2 separate regions of the Capsicum annuum genome follow, and region 1 is linked to region 2. The links are chromatin contacts, called in public Hi-C maps. All regions are on one chromosome and are shown on one strand. Each heading gives the region's core, a stretch centred on a gene start, on an enhancer-like site or on the middle of the called end of the contact. The rest is flanking DNA. Distances are from core to core; before and after follow the strand shown. Region 1 holds the start of LOC107839536 (glutathione synthetase, chloroplastic). Region 2 holds the start of LOC107879800.

Region 1 (7,340 bases), core at 4,479-6,978, 450 kb after region 2:
CCCCTCGTTTGATGAAGAGACCTTTGTTCGCATCAAGTAACCAGCCTGTTGGTTGATTACAACTTCTGTCTTATTCCTACATATCGAATATATATGAACACGTTAAATATTAGATTTAACGTTCAGGGGTAACAAGGTTGTTTTGATGTTTCTCCTTTCTTGAAGTTCCCTTTTCCATTCTTATGTAAATTGTGGGGAGGGGGGCAATACGACATATTCACTAATTACCTTAAATAGGAACCATATATCCCAAGTTCTGATATGGTTTGTTCTTTATGAGGGATGCCTTCTCGCATTAGTATCGAGTGAGAGATTTTCGGAAAAATCCTCTGCATTAGTATGTAAGCTGCATCACTTCCAGTGCCTTCCTTTTGCAGTTTCAGAAGAGCTTCTTTCACATTCTCCCCGTAGATATTGTTTCCTGAGGTGAGAGAGGATCTACTATTAGAGATTTTGATGTGTAATTGCAATATAGACAAAAGTAATTTCATGAGCAAGACCTCCTCCTTCTCGTTGTGGTTTCATAACATACAATCCAGGCTTCTCAATTGCATCATTGACAGTGTCAGATTCATCCAAACTCCACAACCCTGCAAAGCATTTTCGTAGTTTGGCAATGTCATCTTTGTTTTCCAGAAACCTGCTCATAGACAAGGACGGAAGTTTAACAAATCACACACAGAGTATTAGGAGAAGTTAATTTCTCAATGACTGCATAATTGTATTCATAACACTCTCAACTTGCAAATTATACAAAACATTCTACTTCAAACTGTTTGGGTGTTTATATATTGTTAATTTAGACATTTATTTTTTACTTTCTTTTTGCTTCACAGTGAAGGAGAACAACAAAATCTCAATATTCATCATGATCAGTTTATAACACACTAAATGCATTAAGTTTTGCCTTTCCAGAACCCCATTACAGAAAGGAAGAGGGAATATCCCAAACAATTATCCAGTCACAATTTTACGCTCTTGTTATAGACAGCTTTTGAGCTTCTCAAGACGCTAAGCTTACTGATTACTAAATCACATGACACGCAACTTTTACGGATTACTAAATCACATGACACGCAACTTGAGTTAAGCTTTTTACCTTTCAAGTACATTGGGCTTTGCAAGCTCTTGCTGAATCTTCTTGGTGCCAGCTAAATGATAGGAAATTGAAGGGCACTTGACTGCACGTGACTGCTCCATCAGCAGCCTAGCTTTCCACTCCTACAACAAAGTGCATAAAACAAATCAAGCAAAGACAATAGGTTACTGGGAAGTGTATACCTAAGTGGAGAACTGGAGATTCAACGAGATGCAATAGTAAATGGACGATCTCTCTATTTGGGCCACATCCATAATCTCAAATTTCAACAGTAACTCTGAATCAACTTTGCCTCTACCCAAACACGTGTGTGCACGCATTAGAGATGCTTTCAAAAGATTTTGCAGGTAAGTAGATATCCATAAGACTAACTAAAAGAACCACAGACTGCCTTTTAACTGTTCAGTGATAATGATCAGGGCACGTTACCCTGAGTTAGGCATCCAAACAGTTCCATTTCAATTGGTTATCAAAAATAATTGTTTCTGTTTCACTTACAAGGAGAATGCAATGCCTTAGAATGTGGAGTTCATTAACTTTGTTTAAAATGTATTTACCCCCATGCCATGTCAAAAACATAACAGATATCATCATAAGTGTATGAATTAGGCTACTCTTATTTTGGGATCTGAGAACTACAGCCACTGAGCAGTGCTAAACAGCCCTTTCGCTTCCACCCTAGCATGTCCATATTTCTCTTACTTCTCCAATTGTATGTTCCCATTTCCCCCTCACCATCCCTATCTAAGCAATTTTGATTTAAAGTAATACCTACATAAAATAGGTAGATAACCTGTTCCATCCTCCCGCCAGCTACCATGCCCACAGTTTTTTACCAGAGAGATTCCCCCTTGGAATTGTTTCTTCCTTTTTCTTTTTTATAAGGTATTGCTTATTCCTTTTCTCACTTATGATATTTAGGAACTGGATAAAAATTGTTAAATGGCATAAGATTGTGCTCCATAAAGACACCAACATATGCATTGATCAGACAAATCAGGCCATGTTCACAAATTCATCTGTAAAGAAGACATCTGCCTTTAGTGATAGCAAATAGTGAAGTTACTGCACAACATACGGGTATGCATTTAACAGTAAGCCAATAGTTGCATAAACCATAATGTCAAGCAGCATAAAAGTTATCTTACAGATTCTGAATGATAGTCACTTGGTGCGTAACCAGCTCTAAAATAAACGACTGCAACAGCTTGACCATCTCTGCAATCCTAAACTCTTAAGCTTCCCATACAGAAACTGACAATGAACAGCTTTAACACTAAAATGTAATTTGTCAGAGAAGTTACATACACAACAAGAGTACCATCTTGTCGAAGCTCGCCAAGTGCATCAATTTCAGCTAGTGTCTTTCTGATAGTTGTAACTTGATGTGTGTTATAAGCTAAGGAAGCATCTTTAGGAGAAATTACAATCAAAAACCATCTCAGATTTACAACATTCTGCATTTTCGATACTTCAGACCAACATAATCTTAAGTGTCTTAAATATGGTTATCATCCTTTTATTAGATGCATGATATGTAAACATCTAATTTAAAGTAGGATATCTTTCTCTCAATGAAGCAGAAAGCCAATGCTGGTCATACATGTTGCGTTCTTCAGATTGAACCACAAACATAACTACAGCCCTGCAATATGTATTTAAGTTAGTACAGCTTCAAAGACCTTACTCATTCTAGGATTAAATAAAACGTCTCCCAAATCAAAATGACCTTGGATCACCATATTCATTCCAAGCTTTAGCCAATGCTTCAGCAAATTGATTTACGGCATTGTTTGTGGGAATTCTGTTAGGATCTAGGTCAATATGTTCTTTGTATAGTTGAATCAAGCTCCTGCAAATGACAGTTAATATCCGGCTTTAGAGGTGAAAGATCTAGATGTTTTACTATCTAAAGTTTTCAACATTTATACATGCATACACTGAAGATTTCATCATTAAAAAAAAAAACAAAAAAACAAAAAAACAAAAAAAAAAAATCCTTGGTAAAATGACAACAGTAGTTCTGGATAGTGACAACCAATGTAAGAGAATTCTTATAACACAACATTGACCCAACCATAGTGCAGCAGATTTTAATAGCTGCCTTTTTAGAACCCATGAAGTTTCTTGTTACTTGCTCCAGTTTTTTTCATTTTCTATAAGAACATTAAAATGCAATTCATTAGGTCAAAAATGAAAGTTTTACTACATAAGTTAACAGAGACTAGTTTTACCTGTGAAGCTCGCTGACTAGACAACCTAACCCTGGAAATGATGACGAAATTGTGTTAAGCTCTATTTGCAAAAGTAATTTAGTCTGCTCATCCAGCATATAGTCTGAGCGATGCAAACCCAAGCGTATTTCCTACATCAATATCATATCAAATCAAATAGAGATGAAGAAATACAGGACAAATTTCCATTCCAGATGATCAAATATGACAACATCTGAAGCAACAAGAAGAAATTTTTTTGTACTAAAAAGCAAATTGAGTAAAACCTAGTACAATGATAAAGGGGCAAATCAAAATCACGGTGATTGATATCATGTAATATATCAAAATCATGCATCAACCCAAAACAACTGAAGTGCAGACAGATGTAGTGCACACACATCACGAAATTAAAATTTTATGTATTATCAAGACGTACCTCTATCTTGTTGATTTCTAACATCTTGGAGTGGATTTCTAGCAGTCTGGAGGTGAAAGGATCAACTTTTTTTGTCCTGCAGTATAAAGCAGATAAAGATCATGCCAAATGTGACATTACAAAAAGGTCATGCCTGACGCGTTCATACAATTCCTTGTCCCTATCCAGAGGTATGTACATTCACGGAGAATAATATATGTAATACCAGAGAAATTGAACACAAAGCAAATTAGAAGCTTAGTCAGGATGGATTTCAAATAATACAACAAACCTAAGAATGGCTTTCCTACTTGAAACTGCATCCATAAAAGGATCATTAAATGGAGGCGGTCTTTCATGGTATTTGATCAATTCTTGAAAGAACTTCTACATGAACTTATATTGATCATTGGTAAGTTATGGAGTAAATTTGATCATCCAATGATTACTAACTTTCATAGGAACATAGCCGCAGGTCCTATTGACTTCCAAAATCAACATTCTATCACTAAAATTAATGAAATTTGTGATGTCAAAGGATCTTCAGTTTTCATTGATGTAAATGGCATAGGAGTATTCTTTTATGTAGGTAGCTCAGTATGTATAATTCTCTCTGTAAAATTAGACTGGTAGTAAAGCACTAACAGTGTGCATACTATGCCTATAAGCAGATCCACTATATTCAGTAATAAAATAATAACAACGACAATGCCACCAAGAACAAAATACAACAAAAGTTTTAGGAACAAAAGGAATTTGTGTAACATCATAATAGTTGAAGGAAGAAACTTGACTATAAATTAAGCACGGCATAGAGGAGGAAGAAACACTCAAGTAACAGGACATGGATGCTGTTTTAGTATGGCAGGAAGAACGACGTAAGTTGAGTCAAATGAGATCAATTTTACATTGACTGGACTAAAGGCATCAGAATGAAATTGTCTCCATTATTACACAAGAGATCACACAGAAAACTGTATCAAGTTCCACAGAACTCTAAAAGAACTACCATTATCTCTTCCAACTTACTAGAGAGTTGTTCTTGTGCATTCTGTTCCAGTACATGTTTCAAGTGATCAGTAAACACGGAAGCAATTATGTGCAAATAAGGAGAAAAATCACCAACCTAGACAGTGATTCCTGCAGAAATTCTCCATCCTGACTCACACGATCCACTAGTTCATTGAAAATAGGAGCAACTTCACAAGCTTGCTTCCAATGACTTTCAGGAAATGACATTGGTAACAAAGCAACTGGTGCATGAACCATACCAACACCAGGAACAGTTCCTGACTTCTTCAAATTTCAAAAGACACATACATCACAAGAAAGCAATAACACCAAACAAACTTCTTGATAAACACATGATAAATGCAAAATAAAGCACCAAACTTTAATCAAACAGTAAGAGAAATCAACAAAATCGGAGCTTTTTCTTTCTTTAAAGTATAAAAACGCAAGCCCTATGCAGTAAAGCCCGATCACAAGGCTCTACTTACATAAATACTGACCTCAGAATTTCTGTCACCAACAAGAAGGCCACGAAGAGAGCACCAGACAAGGGCATCATAAGCAAGATTCTGCACCAATTTTGGGTCGATATCATGAGGATCAACAATGGATTTCACAGAATCTCCCACTTGGGTCTGCATTTTGTGCACTTTAGAACACCTCAATAGGGATTTGGGTATGAAAATCTTAGAAGATTTAGGGAGATGGGGTTCCAAGAATCTAGCTGCTGAACAGAAATTTAAAGAGTTTGATTGTGATTCTTGGGGTTGAAAAGGAGAGGATGCACAAGAGAGTGCTAAGCAAGTGGTGCTGCCTTGTGAGATTGATAGAGAAGAATGGCCGCCCCCCATTTTGACATTCTTTGGACCCCTCTCCCTCTCTCTGTGTAATCGTCCAAAGTGGCCCTTTACAATTGGATGGCTGCTAAGTGCTAAAGAGAAGAGAATACAATACTGAATTTTTTTTTTAATAAAAGAAAAATATTATGGGACCAATTGGAAAAGAAGATGCTAGTACTATAAACTATCAATCCATCACTATACTAATTCGGTTGGTTTGACTCGGCTTCGAGTTCCCCTCAATATTTTTTTGAATCGAGTCTGTTGCACAGGACTTATCTAATGTAGTTTACATTTTTTGTGTGGTTTGCAGGCTATTACGCAGTTTGTGGGGGTTTATCCAATGCGCACGACGTGCTCATCCAAAGAGTCGAGACTGTGGTAGTGATTGTAGCCGCTTCGGGTTATCCTTGGTTAAAAGAAAAAAATTATGTATTGTCTCCAATCAACCCACTCTTTGATTGAACAACGGCAACATGTCCCTCAAGAACTAAAAAAATGATCATGACTATTTTTTTAAAAAAAAAAATTCTTTTTGTGAAGTTACTAGCAATTTCAACTCAAATCAAGATTGTTCTATGTGAATTGGATAATTGAGAAATATCTTTGGTTTCTCTAACTTGAGAAGGAATAATTCTAAATGTTGCAAATACAATTAAATTATGATGTCTATTTTGAATTTGAAGAATATGAGTGTTTTTTAATGTTATCAACAAAAAGATATGAGCTATGTTTCATGGCAATCCAAAATTATTACGTAACTCCTCCTGATTTTTTTCACCAACGAATTTTCATTATAAGTTATCTTACAGATTCTGCGTGATAGTCACTAGGTGCGTAGCCAGCAATAAAATAAAATAAAATGACTGCCACATCTGGACCATCTCTGCAATCCTAAAGCTTTTAAGCTTCCTACACAGAAACTGCCAATTTTACAGACTTAACACTAAAATGTATTTGTCAGTGAAGTTACATACACAACAATACCATCTTGCAGTGCATCAATTTCAGCCATAGCTGTAACTTGATGTGTGTCATAAGCTAAGGAAGCATCTTTAGAAAAATTACGATTAAAAACCATCTCAGATGATACAAGCTGTCTGCATTTTAGATACTTCCGACCAACATAATCTTTAAGGTGCCGTTTGGTGTGAGGTACTAAGACAAGTTATTCCGGGATAAAATAATAGTCCCGGGATAAATTTTTAATACACCATTTGGTTTGGCAATACTTGGGATAATTTATTCCGGATTAATAATAGTCCCGGGATAAGTTATACCACATATTTGGTGGTATAAGTTATTCCATCTTAATTTATCCCGGGATAAATTATAAAATGACAAAAATATCCCAAATTCATTACAAACACATTTCTTCAATCTTTTTCATCATCTTTAATTATTACTTTTGAAATTAAAAAAAAAATTTGATATCTACTTGATTATCTAAAACGTGTTATTTATGACAAATTAAAAAGACTAAAATATCTTATTTTGGAACGAAGGAAATATATGACTAAGAAAAATGAGCCTCTTATTAATTAAACTTTGCATTTTTTTCATTCCATTGCTTGTGAATTTTATAAACTTATACGCTATTTTCTTATATAAAGGATCAAAATGCAAAATTAACAAATTAAAAAAAAATATGTTAGATTCATACATAATAAGTATCAAAACTAGGTGCTATAATTTTTTATATATCCAACAAAATGTAGGTACTATAATTTTTTAAACATAGAAAAATGGAATTCAACATC
Region 2 (7,636 bases), core at 4,933-7,432:
AGAATGGAACCTATTATGGGACATACAATGCATTACAGACGTATAATCATTACGCTTCAACCAAGTTATTCTATTCCACCTCAATGAAAGAAAAGAACAACAATCAAAATACTTAATAGCATGGCAATACATTTATACAAAACTTCTACCCCGAGCACACGCAATGAAACCGTAGACAGTCAAGTGAATAGATATCACTTGATAGACATTCACTATAATGTAAATACATTTATAACAATTATAAATTTGTCTCTTTCCCTTTTCAGATGGCCATGACTAGTCAACTTTGTTCCTCTATTTTGTTTTTTTAATAGATCACGTTGTAATTAAATCTTAATTTGTATTTTCTTAATCAATCTCAGAAAATATACATAAAATAATAAAAGAGGAATAGAGAGAAAGTAAAAAGGGAATTGGGCTGGTTCATCGACCCAAACAAGAAGAAAGACATAAGGCCGTGGCCCAAAATAATGGAAAAGAACTTGATAGGCCTTCGGCCCATTTTCTCGACCCAAAACCAGAAAAGGAGTGTTTGTTGAATTGTTGACATGATGACTTTTCACTGATGGATCAAAATTAAACCAAACAACAACAACAATATATTCAGTGTAATTTTATAAAAAGTCTAAAAAAGGTGATATGTACACAAACTTGTTTTATATCTTATAGAGGTAGAATAGTTATTTCCAATAAAACTTGGACAAACATACTTAAAAGTGGAATGTATATTGCCTTTCTCTAGCCCCCTATCTGGAATCTAATATTTTCGACTATTTCAGCTTTGTTTTTAATCATTGTTTAGAGAAACGTTAGTTACAAAAGCCAATATAACAAGTTATGTATTTTTGCTTCTTTTGTTCTGTTTATTTGCAACTTCATTCTGTTGTCCTGCACAGATTTTGAAACTTTTCCATTAGGACCTATGAGACTTCTTGTCAATTTGGGTGATATTTTAATTTTTGTCTTCAAACTAGATATCGACGGTCCGTATTAGCACAGGCCCAATTTATACTATTCTTTGTCTTAATTTATGTGATACAAATAGAATTTAAATAATCAATCTTTAAAATAATTTAAGTTTTTAATTATTGTGATTTACAATACATTCTTTTTTATTTCAATTTAACTGACACTGATATAATTACGACAGTAAGCCAAATATTTTATAATTTTTATTTTTTAAGTTTTTAATTATGTGTGCTTTGAATTTGAGGTGATAAACATGACTACAAGCCTATAGGTAATTAACACTTAAAATTTTAACTTCAAAGCGGCTCATAAGAATAGTATGCTTAATCAAATAATTGATAATGTGTTTTGTACACACAATAATAATAAATTACATTTATTCCTTGTAAAAGTAAAATCTTATTAGGTGTTTTCTTTCGTTCCTTTAAATTTGATATATATTGACTTGACATTTTAAGAAAATAATTATTAGAAGTTTATTTTACTAAATTTACTTTATTAAGTATACGTTAAAGCTTAAATTTGGTTTTAGTATTTCATATATTTAATGATAAAAATAATATTAGAAAAAAATAATAAATCTTTCTGAATTTATTAAAATAAAAAAGTTAAAAGAAATATTTTTTTAATATAAAATTTCAATACAGAATAAAATTTATTCACTTTTTTAATTATATTAATTATTATGAATTATTTTCTTAGTAACTTACTTAAATATATTAGATTTAAAATTTTTTATAATCCTAATAAAAATAATGCACCACTCAAATTGGGAAATGAAAATGAAAATACATGGGAGATTAAATGAAAAATACAAATGAGAAATAGATGGAAGGGCCACGTGTTGATATTCGTCAAATATGAAAGTTAATGGGATGGCAAGGTCTATAATTACACATAAAAATATGAGCTTGTTTTTAAATTTTTGGTGCGGTCCAACTAACCAACACAAAAGACAAAGCAACTTGATCTTGCAAAATTTTAAAATGACTTTAATACCTTTAAAATTAAATTTAATGTCAATAAATTGACATGTTGAAGTCACTCTTCTAATATATAGAATATGATTGATCTTTAATTTACCCTTATATATGACTTAATTTGTTCGATATAAGTTGAGAGAAATATTAACTTGCTCCACATAAGTTCGGCAGGAATTCCGTTATGCAGCATAATTGTGTAGTTTTTCGATTACCTGATGTGTTCGGTGCATAAGTTAAAAGAATTGTTGCCTCGCACGGCATAGATTCTATATAAATTAAGTTATGTTTTTCTTGAGGGGCAGATCTACAGTATTCGGTGGGGGTTCCAAGAAATCCCACCCGTTATCGTAAAATTTATAATTATATTAGAAAAATTTTCAATGAGTTTAAACATTAACGAGTAGGAACTCATAATAAAATAATAGGATAACTTAGTGGTAGGAGGAGCATACTTGAGATGTATGCCATGCTACTATCTTGGTAATTTTTTTTCAGCTTTATTATTGGGAACCCACAAGTTTGAAATCTTAGATCCGTTTCTGTTTTTCTTGACCTAATTTACTTGACTTATTTTTCCAGTTTTATTATTGGGAACCCACAAGTTTGAAATTTTGAATCCGCCTCTATTTTTCTTGACCTAATTCACTCGACTTAAGTTCAGAGAACTTTGACCTTAGAAGGCATAAATTTTGAAGGAATTAAGTTTTTTCTTTTACAACATAACTTATGTGGGTTCTAAAAATAATTTTCTGTCTTACTCAACATAAGTTATGTAGGAATAAATTAAGTGGTATAAAATATAACCTGTTATGCCTTTTATGACATAATTTGTGGATTCTGAAATTGAATTATTGCCTCGCTCCATAACTTTGTTAAGTCTTTTATGACATACCTTCTGGGATATTACTTATAAACTTATAGTCGGCGAAAAACTATTTGTTATTTGTGGAATGACCCTTTTGTTATTACTGGTGTGGAGGCCTCTAGTTTGTATTGAATGGAATATGATAAAATAGCCTTGGAGTATATTCTTGGACCAAGAATCATGATGCCATAATTCACTAAATATCTACAAGGGCCAAGGGGTCCATCACAAAGGAAATTTCTATGAATTTGCTTTGATGTTTATTCTTCTTATTATGATGATTGGAAGTGTCAAGTATTATAGTGTCATTTTCTTGTTTATGTCCTTTTCAATTACTTTTGGAGGTCTATTTTTTTAGACCCACACAGTTGTCACACCAGCTCAATAATTATTGTCCACAATTAGTGTCACGTTTGGCTTCATCTCTGATTGCTGATAATATAATTATTAATGAGCCAAAGTTTGGGTAGCATGCATTTCCCCATTTTTTACGTACTATTTCAAATCTTTCCACCCAATTACTTCTTCTGCAACTATACATCTGTCTAGTATTTGAACTAATATGATTATTTATATATTTCCCACTTCAATATCATTTTTGTCATGTCCTTTTCTTACACAAAGCAAATTTGAACATATCTTGCTCTTGTGGATTCTATCACACAATATTCATGCCCTAATAATTAATAAAAGCCCAATGGTTGGTACCAGAAAAAGGTTACTGTATTATGAAGTGTCAATCGATAATGATATCAAAGATAATAAATCAATTACAAAGTGAGTATCTCTGTCACAATAATTAAGGTAAAGTGATTATAATGTCATATTAGCGATCATGCGATGAGAGTCCAATTTTTATAATATCAATATATTATTGAAAACGCAATTCAAATTATTTGTTTTGTAGATAATAATGGAATAAAATATGTACCTAGCTAGTATCTGGATCAATTATAGTATATCATTCTTTCTTTAAATTTAGGATAAAGGATTATATTAAATTTATCTTGAATTGTTGTGAATATATCTTTGTCATTATCAATAAGGATGGAATTTGCCTCTGAACTACGTGAAAATTCATCTTTATTTTCAAAACAGGAGATAGATTTAAACCAAATATAGATGTAAGTTTAAAAACAAATTTGACCCTTTTAAGTCTTCAATCATATTAAGCCGCCTTTGTTCATCAACAAGTTGGCCCTTTATGCTTAAATTTAGACTAAAAACCCCTTGCGTAATTCTAAGAGTTCTTCTCAGGAGGATTGATATTGCCGTTATTTTGAAGATTTTTTTCCTAAAAAATAAAATATACTATCTGATAAGGGTGTGCAAATCAAGCAAATACTAAAAAAAAGAAGAAAATTCATCGCCGCCAGACCCATCTCATAATGCTTCCGTATGAAATCTGCCACAAAAATCTCTCCCCACAACTGGAAATTACGTCATAGTAGTATATTATAAGAGTACCAGTTTTAACTTAAAAGTTTTTCTAGTACAGCACTAGTAATTAGTAACTTTTAACAAATAAAACAAATACGTATTAGTACGTTCATTACTGTTTATGGTACAAGTACAACTTGTGCTTCAACTGAAAGTTCCAAATTTAGTATTCTTAACCAAAAATAATTCTTGGTTTTGTCTGTCACGTAGGTACTGTAATTTGTTTTCAGAAAATTTAGGTAACTGATTATTCTCTTCTCTGTCCCCTCCCTCCCCTGATACTCCTCAGTCGACACATCACACAATTTACTGCTCTGTTGCAGCAATACAGAATCCCAATGCTTTTTTTTATTTATTTCCCCAACTCCTAGCAATTCGAGGCCCTTAATTTCACTGCCTGCAGCTTCTTATTTCCAAACTTCATTGGGTCCTCATTTTTACAATTTCTTAGATTCCCCTGAAATGGCAGAGTACTGTAAACGGATTCACATGGATGGCCATGTCGTCTTGGTCCCTACTGCATTTAATTTAAATAAAACTAATGTCCAATTTCTCATTTAATTATTATAATTCACCTAGTTGTTACACAGCGTTGCCTCCATACATGTAGATTATCATGGTGTCTGCCGTAGCATCTCCGATGACAATCTCTACTTCCTCCACGTGTCACCGGAAACTTCCACTCCGCAACATCTTCTTCTTCCTCTTCATCATCATTTTCTTCATCTGTTTCAATTACTTCCTCTTCATCGTCTAGACGTTCCTCTGTTTCCGCGGGAAAATAGTAATTTTCGTCTTCTTCTTCGAGGTTGCGAATAAAATGCAATCTCAACCGTCCATCTTGGCGGGAAGCACGGAGAGTTTCAGGCCGATCAATTTTCACCTCGGTCAATTCTAACCGTCCATCTTTCCTCACCGCACGCATGAAGAAATTGGGCTTTCCATCTTGGCTCAACGACGATAATGGCGGCGGAAACTCCTTCTTCTCTTTCTTCTCCCCAAAATTACTACTTCTTTGCCAGCACCTTGAATTAGTCCCAGACATATTACTAGTACAATTATTTGATTTCCTAGCAAACAAACCTAGTTCTTCGATATGATCAATTTGATCATCTACTGTCCTCTCATCAGAACTCTCAAAACCAAGACTCTCTGTACATGACATTAGTCCATCAACACTCCCGCCGACTTCATCTAAGAACCCAATTCCGCCGGGATCTTTCTTCGCCACAGCAGCTGGCGGTGTCATGTGGCCGGAGTCGACGTAACTGGTAGGCTTTTGAGTGTCAACTGCAGAGATGTCGCCGCCGATTGATGGGGTTGTGAGAATATTTATACGGGGGGTGGAAAGGTCCATCAGGGTTCCATTGTCTTTGGAATTTGATACACACAAGAAAGGGTGGACTTTTTTATTACAAAAGCTCGTCATCATAATGGTAGTATGTCTTTTGAGCTTAGCTTGCAAGATTGGATATATATAAGGGCTTTGAGATTTTTTTTTTCTTTTAAAAATAATTTTTGTAATGAATCTACTCATCAATAGCCTTAAACTTGTTCCGAGAATTCAGACCCAATTTTTTATTAGACACTTCAATATTAAAGAACATGTACTATTAAACATTTATGTGTGGTACAAAAAGTGTTGTGCACAAAAATCTTCTTCTTTTTCAGTTATATAAATCTCGAAAAAAGTATCATACATAAATCTCGGAATAAATAAGATGGTGTGACGTTTTTCTTATTTATTTCATTTAAAAAAGAAATTCTATCCCTCCCTAACTCAACATCTTTATCCTCATGACCTATACTTTGTGCCTTTCATGTCTAGAGCAGTCAAAGTTATGTTGGGCCGACTAAGTTCAACTCGTCTTTTGGTCGGAGTGAAGAAGTTTTTTTATTCGATTTGAGTAAGCATGCATGTTGATTAAGTGAAGCTTCAATGAACTAGATTGAACAGGTTTATATCTAACAAAATTATTTTTTGTGAGGTTATATTTAAGATATTTGCAAAAACTAATAATGATTTCAGATTAAGGTTATATAATTAAGTTTTTACTTGAAGTTGAATTTAATATGTATTGTATCAAAATTATTGCAATTTATTGATAGGCATAGGAGATTTGAGTAGCGAGTATATGCTAACGCCATATAAATATTATCTTGCAAATATTTATATTAATTTTTTTATTTTTTTTTTTGAAAATTATAAAATACATTTTTTAAGAATAACGGATTGGGCTTGGTCGATGCAGCTTGGTATCCACATAATCATAAATTGGAGGGGCAGTATTTTAAGGTCCTCACACTATAGATAAGAGAAGGATGTCATGTGATGTATTACATATTTTTAGGGCAGGGCAATGGAAATGGCAACGAGACTCACTCGACAACAACTTGTTCAATTTATTAGCCACTATTTTTCTTTAATTTAATGTCTCTACCAATTCTTGGTGTAAAACAACTACTACCTTATATTCAGCATGGAAATTTGCGAGTTTCTTTATAAAATATTATCTAAAAGATGATGACGACCTAATATATACTAAGAATTTTTATAGTAATAATATTATATATAACAAAAATTTATTTCCTCCGTTTCATTTTTAGTTGTCCCTCTTATTAAAAATAATAGCTTTAATTTAGTTGTCCAATTTATGAAGTTAAGAAAAGTTTATCATGTTCTTTCAATATTACCCCATCATTTAGTGACTACATAAAATATACAAATCTGTGTGCTTTCCCCTGCTTTCCTCTGCTTTATATTACTTATGGGTGCCGTATTTATGTTATGTAATCTGCTTCTGTGGTGCACTATGTGTTTGTGTGGTATCTCGTGCCTTGAGTCGGGGGTCTATCGGAAACAGCCTTTCTACCTCATTAGAGGTAGAGGTATGGACTGCGTACATCTTACCCCCCCAGACCCCACTAGGTGGGAATACACTGGGTTTGTTGTTGTTGTTGTTGAAACTGTTTGAATATGCTATATTTTAAATTGAGGGTTCATTAAAAACAATCCCTTTATATTTACGTGGCAAGAGTTAGGTCTGCATAGTCTCTATCCTCTTCAATTCATACTTATAGATTTAGTAAGCGTTTGACCATGAAAATTGAATTTTTTTGAAAATGGAATTGAAATTAGAGTTGGAGTTGTGTTTGGCCATGTCTTTTTGAAAAGAAAAATATAGACTTTTGAAAAAAAAAAATTAAATATAATTTTATATCCCCAATTTTTAAAAAACTATCAAAATCACCCAACTAACTAACTTATCTACTAACATACAACCAAATGTAATTCTTTCAAACTAGTTTAATGCCTTTAAAGCTATAATAGCTTTGAGTTTGAAGCACAATCCGACAAATTATTATACCCTTTGTTGCA

What was found. A called contact is a pair of places that touch in the nucleus more often than the background predicts.
Region 1: a Hi-C map of leaf shows a contact between it and region 2, with 3 times the contacts expected there. The contact joins the promoter of LOC107839536 here to the promoter of LOC107879800 in region 2. A contact is called at or near these places in 2 of 5 Hi-C or Micro-C datasets (both in leaf).

What each region holds. Positions count from the first base shown.
Region 1 is chr8:152,452,926-152,460,265 of UCD10Xv1.1, forward strand. LOC107839536 (glutathione synthetase, chloroplastic) reads right to left here and starts at 5,729. Exons shown (of 12, transcript XM_016683062.2): 1 at 5,242-5,729; 2 at 4,857-5,026; 3 at 3,752-3,827; 4 at 3,334-3,464; 5 at 2,829-2,951; 6 at 2,664-2,744; 7 at 2,408-2,488; 8 at 2,248-2,317; 9 at 1,100-1,221; 10 at 501-640; 11 at 229-421; 12 at 1-76. The coding sequence starts at 5,592.
Region 2 is chr8:152,003,358-152,010,993 of UCD10Xv1.1, forward strand. It overlaps LOC107879800, which reads right to left and starts at 6,183. Exons shown (of 1, transcript XM_016726744.2): 1 at 4,322-6,183. The coding sequence starts at 5,794. The coding sequence ends at 4,829.